Linked DNA regions of Triticum aestivum: all the other regions are linked to region 2. The links are chromatin contacts, called in public Hi-C maps. All regions are on one chromosome and are shown on one strand. The core of a region is the stretch at or near the end of the contact, and the rest is flanking DNA. Distances in the headings are between cores, read along the strand shown. Region 1 holds the start of LOC123187746 (nodulation protein H). Region 2 holds the start of LOC123187752 (zinc finger CCCH domain-containing protein 25). Region 3 holds the start of LOC123187749 (ATP synthase mitochondrial F1 complex assembly factor 2).

The links. A called contact is a pair of places that touch in the nucleus more often than the background predicts.
Region 1: a contact with region 2 is called in a Hi-C map of leaf, with 3 times the contacts expected there. The contact joins the promoter of LOC123187746 here to the promoter of LOC123187752 in region 2. A contact is called at or near these places in 2 of 5 Hi-C or Micro-C datasets (both in leaf).
Region 3: a contact with region 2 is called in a Hi-C map of leaf, with 8 times the contacts expected there. The contact joins the promoter of LOC123187749 here to the promoter of LOC123187752 in region 2. A contact is called at or near these places in 2 of 5 Hi-C or Micro-C datasets (both in leaf).

Annotation. Positions count from the first base shown.
Region 1 is chr2A:92,635,313-92,638,303 of IWGSC CS RefSeq v2.1, reverse strand. LOC123187746 (nodulation protein H) reads left to right here and starts at 1,430. Exons shown (of 7, transcript XM_044599670.1): 1 at 1,430-2,062; 2 at 2,160-2,315; 3 at 2,521-2,762; 4 at 2,852-2,991. The coding sequence starts at 2,313.
Region 2 is chr2A:93,401,269-93,404,534 of IWGSC CS RefSeq v2.1, reverse strand. It overlaps LOC123187752 (zinc finger CCCH domain-containing protein 25), which reads right to left and starts at 1,934. Exons shown (of 6, transcript XR_006494116.1): 1 at 1,204-1,934; 2 at 989-1,098; 3 at 702-889.
Region 3 is chr2A:92,762,663-92,766,014 of IWGSC CS RefSeq v2.1, reverse strand. It overlaps LOC123187749 (ATP synthase mitochondrial F1 complex assembly factor 2), which reads right to left and starts at 1,592. Exons shown (of 4, transcript XM_044599674.1): 1 at 1,191-1,592. The coding sequence starts at 1,559. It overlaps LOC123187748 (bZIP transcription factor 60), which reads left to right and starts at 1,823. Exons shown (of 2, transcript XM_044599673.1): 1 at 1,823-3,273. The coding sequence starts at 1,977.

The DNA.
Region 1 (2,991 bases), core at 181-2,680, 770 kb after region 2:
CATGAAATATGTTATGATTAAGTGGCCAAAAAAATCGTGAGAAAAAACATGGATATGTGGCATGCGTCCGAACGCAGCCACTGAAACTGAGATTCAGATGGCAGATGGCGGGGCAGAGCTAGCAAAGGAGCTCAATGGCAGCTGGAGCAGCAGCCGCGGCGCGTCTTCACGTGGCATTTTTAATTTGCAATCCCATCATTTCCCGATGCCATGTCAGCAAATCCAGTCCTAATCCTGGCGTAGGGGCGATTACAACCAGGATCAGAGAGGTTAGGGTATAGACTTCAGGGATTTGAACGCCGGGGTTTATTTGCGTCACGCTCTACATTATCAAGGTTTAAAATAGACTTCACTTGTGTCTAACATTTGGGAAGTAATACCCACTCATAAAACTACCGACACGTCGGGATTAGTCGTCTGCACCAAAGCGCGTGTGGCGACATTTCGAATCCCAACATGACCTACATTTATTTGCAAAAAAAAAAGACACACGACCTGCATTTAGAAAGGAAAGAAACGAAGAGACAAATCAAGATGTGAATAATACGGCGGTCCGTGTTACTTGTCGAAGCGCCAAATCGTTTTCGTGTAAAAGAATTCAGAGGGCGGGCAAACAGGCAGACACGCCATCAGGATGGCTTGGGCGCGCACAATCTTCTGTTTCTTTTTTGTTTGACAATTGGGCGCACACAATCTCCGGTCCTTTTCAGTTCGCATATAAGATTTGACTGAAGTCAAGCCTCGTAAAGTTTAACCAACTTTATAGAAAAAATACCAACATTCACAATCTGAAATCAATATCAATAGATGTGTCATGACTTAAAGTTTCATATTGTATAACTTTAGCTGGCAGATTATGATATTTTTTCTTATAAATACGGTCAAACTTTGTGAAGTTTGACTTTAGAGAATTCTAATATGCAGAGCAAAAAGGACCGGAGGGAGTAAATCACAACCTGTGCATGGAACAACTGGTGCGCCTGGACTGGTCGCGTAGTACGCCGAGCGGCGCGCGGCGACATTTGGAGAAGGATGATGATGAGGATGTGTCGGTGAAACGCCGAGCATCGCGGGTCAAGCCGACGCTCCACCCGAGAGGACGGACCAGATCCACAACAATAGCCTGATGAAACCGCTTTTTGTTCACAAAAAAAGGTCTCTCGAGGCTGCCGGCACCATCATCCATCCCTTTGGGTTTTTTCTTTCTTTCTATTTTTTGATTGACATCACCCATCCACTTGGTTTAATCGACGATGGTCCACCAAGACCGGGCGCAGCGACGGCCCCCCTCTTCATTAACTCCGCCTGCACTTTGTGCGTCAAGGGCTCAAGGCAGGCGGCAGCCGCGCTCACTCCCAATTTCCTAATTCCTCCGCATTAACTAATTGAGCTAATTTCTTCTTCTTCCCCGTCGGTCGTTCACACCCTTTCGTCGAATAATCAAACTCTAAACCCGTTCCTGCTCCATTCCCTTCTCCTTTCTTCTTCCTTAAAAAAACCCGAGCTCGTTCGTGCTCCATTATCTCCCTCACTCTTACTATAAATTAGAGAGAGAGAGAGAGAGGGAGGGAGGGAAGCTGGGAGCGATTCCTGCTGACGCGCCAGCTGAGGTGTGAGGGGCTGTTCGTGCCGTGTGACTCTTCCGTTCCGTTGGGATCCCTCCTCCCTTTTCGCGTGGTCTCTCCCAGAGCTGCCTGTCTTGTGCGGCGCGGGGAAGCAAAATCTCACCTGGGCTCGTCTTCCTCCTCCGCCTCCTGCTCCTGCTCCTGCTCCAACCAGCCGGCCGGCTTTGGGTTCTTCGCCGCCTCGGAGCTCGAATCCGGCCCGCGGGTTCCTGATTTCGTGCCGAGGCTCTCGGCGGCAGATTCGCGCCGGCATTTCGCGGGAACGCTCTTCGCCCAACTCTCCTTTCCGCCATTTCTCGGCGCCGAATCCTGCCCCGGGGCTTCTCTCCCTTCTCCCTCCCCCTCAGCCTAGGGTTCTCCCGGTTTCCCGGAAGCATCCCTTTCGGCAGAGTCCTGGTGCTTTTCTTTTCTTGAAATTAGCAGAGTCTTAGGTGCTGGTATGTACTATTACGAGTTCTTTTCCTTTTTCTTTTCTTTTGCGGGAGTGTTTTGCTGGGTTTGCTGACTGCAGGAATTTGTAATTTTACCTACCAGGATGCGCGACGATTCATCCAACACACATGGCCAGCTGCTGCTGACATCCATGAGGAGACCTCGGCATGTTACTCTGCTGCTGTGCGCGAGCAGGAGGACCAGAACCCGGCCCACGCACTGAATCTTCTTCTGCTACAGACTTTCAGTCACAAAATGGTACCGTACCACCGCTCTGCTTCTGGATTTGGTATTACTACTATTTATTTGTTCATTATTAGTAACTGTATCTCACCATGGATTTGGTACTATTTATTTGTTCATTACTACTAACAGTATCTCACCATGGATTTGGTGCTACTTATTTGTTCAGTATTAGCAACAGCAGTATCTGACCATGGATGGATTTGGTAATAACTTGCAGCACCCATATCCGCTCAAAGGCTCCAAGGGGGCGTCGTTGCCGCCGCGGCCGACCCTCGTCTTCCTCATCGCGCTCTTTGGCCTCTATGTGTGCTACCTCTCCTTCAATCAGATAAGGATGGAGAGCAAGCATGTGGAGGAGAATGGTGCACAAGAACAAGATGAACATGTTTGCGCAAAGCCTTATGTTCCAAGTGAGGAGCTGCCCTACGTGCACTTCCCAAAGCCAAAGGGTTACAGCAGGTAATTTTCCTTTTATAGGATGGACAAACTCTTTATTGGCATCCCCCTGGCGAGTATGCAGATTTTCTGACACATGTTTCTTTCCATAGGGCGGAATGCTCGTGTAATCCTGTTCGGTTCTTTGTGATCGTGTCGATGCAAAGATCGGGAAGTGGATGGTTCGAGACACTGCTAAACAGCCACCCTAACATCAGCTCGAACGGCGAAATATTCAACAGAGTGGATAGAA
Region 2 (3,266 bases), core at 685-3,184:
TCTACAACATGTAAAGTTTTATGTTCATGTATAAATTCAATCTTAGCATTAGGAGTACATATTCGATTTCTATCAAGGATTTTTGGAAAGTGGTTTTGTGTATTATGTTTCGCTAATGTTAATTGATTGAGATTTTCTGTCCTTATCAAGGAAGGAATCATCAAGGGCTACATATTTTTTATTTTTCAAAATAAAAATAGAATACAAATTCAAAAGCAATACTCATGTGTTCTATAGGTTTTATTTGAGAAATATGTGTTCTATAGGTAGAGACGTGCGTTGGACGTGCATGCTTACTAGTTGGAGTGAAATGCCAGGAGCTAATTTTCTACCTAATAATTGATCTGGTTATCCTTTCCTCATTCTGTAGTGAAAAAAATTCACTCGTGCAAATTACTATGAGGCAGGTTGTGAATTGCTTGTAGGCATTCCTAACGAATAATCAAAAATGACCTGGACCAATGCAGTGAAATATTGCTACATGCCAGGTAGTTAATTGCTTGTTTGCATTCCTAAAGAATAATAAAATGGCTAGAAGCTATTTTTCTACCTAATGATTTGGCAATATCCTCCGTGCTCATGCTATAGTGAGAAAACATTACTAGTCCAAATCACTATGAGCATGATGGTGAATGGGATGTGTGTATTCCTAGCAAAAAAATTGAATAACAATTTGTAAACTGCAGAAGCAGGATAGATACCTGTTCATCATGGGAATATTTGCACGCATCGCCGCGGTTGCACTCGCCTTTCTGGAAAGCATAGCACACGCCGCGCTCCTCTCTCTTCTTCTGCAGCTCCTCATCGTCCTCCTCCTCCTTCTTCTTGTACTTCTCCACATGGTCAACCCTGATGATCCTCCCAAGAACCTTAGCCCCATTCAAGTTATCTACACCGCACGAGACGAAGCGAAAATGTTATCACTTCAGCAAAGCAATTGGAATCACATACAGAAGCGACCTAGTAGGAAAGGGGAAAGGGGACTCACCGACGGAAAGAACCGTGCTCCTCTGGTCCTCATAGGCGACGAATGCGAAGCCCTTGGACTTGCCGGTGGCCTTGTCGCGCACGAGGTTCACATCGACCACCTCGCCGTACCTGAGAGAAGAGATCGGAAACCGGTCAGAATACTTCCCTGCCAAATCCGTCGGGAGGGGGAAACGGGCGGAAAAGCTAGGTCGGGGGGTGCGGTCTAATACTCACTGCGCGAAGACGGCGAGGAGGTCGCCTTCGGTGAGGTCGAAGGGGACGCCTCCGACGAAGACGTAGGCGGAGCCCCTGAACTTGGCGTGCCAGGATGCGTCCTCGCTGAGGCCCAGCGCCGCCTCCTTCTGGTTTATCACCTGCGTCCGCTTCACCTGCGTCAGGGGATTCATCTTCCCCGATTTGCCGGCGCGGAGATGGGTCGGATCCCTCCCCTTCTTAGAGGGAACCGGCGGTGCTCGTGCGGAATCTCGGGTAGATTTTCTCGAATGAGCAGGGGATTGGGAGATTTGGAGGGGAAGAAGATGGGGATTTTTTTGTTTAGGGTTCTTGGCTAGTCCATAAAGCCTGGGGTCGGTCCTAGTGTGCAATCTCCACCGGTGGTAATGCCGCCCCCTTGCCTGTCTACGCTAACCCAAAGGGGGGACGAGATTTTTGAACGTCCGACACGCCGGCAGCGCAGGAGAGGCAGCAAGAAAGGAAACCGGCGGCGCAGGAGATGGATCGAGGAAGAGGTCCGGCGGCGCAAGATGTGGAGCGAGGGAGAGGACCCGCGGCGCGCACGAGCTGAAGCTAGGGAGAGGGCCGGCGGCGCAGCAGGGAGGGAGGGAGGAAGAGGGCCGGCGGCGCACCTGAGTGGGAGGAAGGAGGAGGTCGAGCGGCGCACCAGGAGAGGAGCAGCGATAGGGCTGCGGGTAGTCCTGCCATGGGCAGCCCGGCCCGACCCGGCCCGGCCAGGGCGGATTGTTTCTGCAACACCGCGCTTGTTGCCGGAATTAAGGAGGAGGTCATCCGGGCGCGGGTGGTACATCGGACGACTATCAGCACTTGGATTCAACGGCCATTGATGCGGCGGATGATTCTAACTCATCCGCCGGCTGATGCCTGGAGAGCCGTTGGATTAGTCACCTGACAGCCGTCCGATGCAACCATTGTCCGCAACTGACCAGATCGTTATTTTCTGCAACAGCCGGTCTGTTTCAGAAATAGAATCCCCTACCCGCCGTCCACCAGGCACAGCTCCGTCCAGCGCGGCGGCAGTCGTCACCACCGCAAAAATTGCTGCCGCCGGCGCGCGGGGGCACCTAGTCCTTCAGCCCAAAAATCCAGCAACAACATGGCGCACCACATCATGCGGCAGATGCTGGGATCCAACGCAGATCGAGCTCGCCGGGGGCCGCCTCTTGGAGAATAGTCGCGGCCGTGGGGCTTCCTCCGCGAGCTGGAGTATCATCCTGGTTCACAAACCCTCCGGTTGTGTTTCCTGAAACAACTTCTACCAAATCAAATCAGGGCAGTTGGGTGAGTTTCTTGACTTTGAAAAAACATGAACACTTGTGTGTCTCTGAAAACTCATGGAAATCTATGTATCAGAAACATAGCTAGAATTTCCTATTTGTTTTATGTGTGTGGCAGCTAGAAATTCAATTTTGTTTCATGGGTGTGAGTGGAACCAAGGCAAAATACCTATACACCTGTGTGCTTGCTCTATCTCTGCAAAACATGATCCCATCTGTTACTTGATATTTATTAACCTATGGTACGATTTTGAATGTGTGTGCTTATGTGATAAAAGGTCATTGACTGAAAATTTATGTGCAAGTGAAGCTGAAAAATTGTTGATAAATGTGCCTGTGTATCTGAATTTCTAAAACAACAATAGAACTGTTGATAGCAACTAGAGGAAAAAATACTTTCAACCAAGACCTCTGTATATACATGAAAAAACATGTGCCTTATTTCAGGGAGCTAGTGCTGAAGGGGAAGAGAGCTATGTCCAAGGGAACTTTTCTGTCGATAATCATGAAGATTCAGAGGGATTGTTGCATGCTGATGATGTGATGCAAGATGATTCAGATGATGGAGATGTTTCATCACAGCCACTATCGCCCTATGTTGGCATGGTGTTTGACACATTTGAGGATGCCCGGAAATTCTACAACGACTATGCCTTCAAGCTGGGATTCGGCACACATATATATTCTACAAAGTACAGCCAAAAGAGAGGGCAGAAGCAAGAGGATGCAATAATGATTAAGATGGTCTTTGGGTGTGTGCACGCT
Region 3 (3,352 bases), core at 343-2,842, 640 kb after region 2:
TTTGAAGCTGCAACTCAGCCATGCAAAAACATAGATTCGCTTAACTAAGTAAAAACTATCAAACCACTAGTTCTCCTTAAATTCAGCTACTGCAGCATATGCGTACTATTTATGATGTGTATAAGAGATGACATACTGAGGGTACATCGGCCATATGGGCCTTGTTCTAATTTTATTCGAGGAGCTGACAGTGGGAATGTTCATTTTCAACCTCTCTGCCTCTAGAGATCAGAAGACACTATAATGTGCTCTATTCTCCAAAGAAGACAATGAACTGCACATTCTGCATAACACAACTAACGTACACCAACATATTATATTGCAAACACTAATATTTATTTCCTTTTTACTTTCTTGCCGAACAACCATACAGGCATTTTAGAACTGCTCATGACACAAAAAAGAGCAAAGTAACAAACATGTGAATACCAAGTTATATTGTTCAATTTCATTGGCCATATTGAGGCTTTATTTCATTTTCAACCTCTATTGCCTCTCTAGAGATCAGAAATGAATACTCAACTCTACAATGTGCTATGAACATGATTGGTTTCCTACCACTTTTTGACACCAAACAAATTATACTCTATATTCCCCACAGTAGGCAATGAACTGCGCATTCTGCATTACTGTACCATTTTTACTTTCTTCCCAAATAACCATACAGGCATCTTACAACTGCTCATGACACAAAAAATAGTGAATTAACAAAAACATGTCAAAACCAACTTATATTTTGCGATTTCATCCGCCATATTGAGTTTTGCTTTAGTTTCATTTTCAACCTCTGTTGCCTCTCTAGAGATCGGAGGTGCAAATTCAACTCTAAGGTGCTCTATTCTCCACAGAAGGCAATGAACTACCCGTTATGCATAAATGCAACAGATCTATGCTGATGGACTGCATTTTGAGTACTGTTTACTTGTTTCCTTCTACTTATAGCCAAACGACCATTTTGATCAGTTAGAACTGCTCATGACACGATAAAGGGGAAGAAATGAGAATATTAAAAGCAATTCAGTCGCGGCACTAAATAGTACGATGAAAACCTAGATTCGGTGCATTTTAAATGTAAAATAGAATGAAATTTCACTAAATCTTCACATAATTCACCATAATACAGAACCCTAGTGATCCCAAACAACAGAACAGGAAGGAGAAGAGAGGAGGAGAGGCAATGGGGTCAAGACCTGGTACTCCCACTCGGCGGCGACGGCCATGGCGAGCGTGCGCGAGTGCAGCTTGAGCGGGCGCTTGGCGGGCGTCTTGAGGGTGCGGTAGTCGAGCATGACCGTCCACCCGTTGCCGTCGTCGGCGCGGCGCACGGTGGCGTCGCGGTAGAAGCGCTTCCCCACCACGGACCCCGTCATGAACGACATGGGCATGGACACCGAGGTCTCGTCCCGCGTCGACGAGGACGAGGGCTTCCTCACGTAGATCGCCTCGCCCCCCGCCTCCTCCCCGCCCGGAGACGCCTCCGCCGCCGTGCCCAGCAGCCGCCGCCCGGCCGCGCATCGCCGCAGGAGGAGCAGGCGGCGGCCCGCGAGTATGGTCGCCATTCCTCTGCCTGGTCGCCGCTTCACCTGGGCCTTCACTCTCCCAATCTGTAGTACCCTACAAAAGTAATTCCAGCCCGTCAACGAACCCGGCCCATTTGTAAACCCAGCAGGCTGCTCTCTGGCCCATGCAGGCCCATCAAGGAGGCCCGGAGAACGTTCCAGACGCGTCTGGCGTCTGACTTAGGCCCCACCGCCCCCACGCGGCCGCGCATGGTGGGTCCGGTTCGTCTCGACGACGCCAAAGAGGCGACCAGCGACTCGGACCGAATTCCCCAGCTGCAGTTCCTGCCTTTCCTTTCCCTTCCCTTCCCACATTGCAAACCCTGCACGCTACGGCGACCGCGCCGCGCGAGATCCAGGACCCCGACCGGCCGCCCCGCCGTCGCGCATGCGCTCGCCGTGACCGGATCTCGCGCCATGGCCATCGCGGAGGCGTCCCCCTTCGCGGACCTGCCCTTCCCCGACGACCTGCCGGAGTTCCCGCACGGCCCCGTCGGGGACGACGACGCCTTCGCCCTGGACGGCTTCGATCTCGACGATCTGGACATCGACTTCGACTTCGACCTCGACCTCGACCTCCTCCCCACCGACGACGTGCAGCTCCCGTCGCCGCCGCCGCCGCTCGCCACGTCCTCCTCCTCGGCCGGGTCGCCGGGCGGGGCAGGGGACTCCTCCTCCGGCTCCGGTGCCGGAGCGGACGGCGGCCTGAAGAACGACGAGTCCTCGGAGACGTCTTCCAGGAGCGCGAGCGCTGGAAGCGACGGCAAGGCTATGAACGGGGAGGGTGAGGACGACAAGCGGCGGGCGCGGCTGGTGCGGAACAGGGAGAGCGCACACCTGTCGCGGCAGAGGAAGAAGCAGTACGTGGAGGAGCTGGAGGGGAAGGTCAAGGCCATGCAGGCCACCATCGCCGACCTCTCCACCAGGATCTCCTGCGTCACGGCTGAGAACGCCGCTCTCAAGCAGCAACTGGCCGGTGCCGGTGGCGCAGGCGTCCCGCCGCCGCTGCCGATGTACCCTGGATTGTACCCTTTGCCGCTGCCATGGATGCACCCGGCTTATGCGATGGGAGCGCACGGCTCCCAAGTGCCGCTCATGCCGATACCTCGGCTGAAAACCAAGCAGCCTGCGTCGGCTGCCGCAGAGCCACCGGCCAAGAAGTCTAGGAAGACCAAGAAGGTTGCTAGTGTTAGCCTCCTTGGATTGCTGTTCCTGATGATGCTCTGTGGGTGTTTGGTTCCTGCGGTAAATCGGATGTATGGAGCAGTTGATTCCCGAGAAGGAATTGTGCTTGGTCCATCACAATCACGTCATGGGAGGGTTCTGGCTGTTGACGGGCCTCGAGATGGTGTCTTGGAAGGTGTTGATTCGAAGTTGCCGCATAATTCAAGTGAGACGCTCCCGGCGTTGTTGTATATTCCTAGGAATGGGAAGCATGTCAAGATCAATGGAAATTTGGTTATCCGGTCTGTTGTTGCGAGTGAGAAAGCCTCTTCGCGCATGTGTCACTCTGATGGGAAGACTTCATGTAACCAAGGACAAGAAGATACTAGTTTGGCAATTCCTGGCCATGTTGCTCAGTTGAATTCTGGAGAAGTCATGGAATCTGCTAAAGCAATAAAAAATAAACTGATGGCTTTACCTCCTGGAGATGGAAGCATATACAGAGACGATGATGAATTACTGCCACAATGGTTTAGTGAAGCAATGTCAGGTAAGGATGCTACAAAAGTTGCATAGTGCTTTAGATTTGAAAAACAAATTACTCATGTGTGTGTGTGCCATGTCGGTTT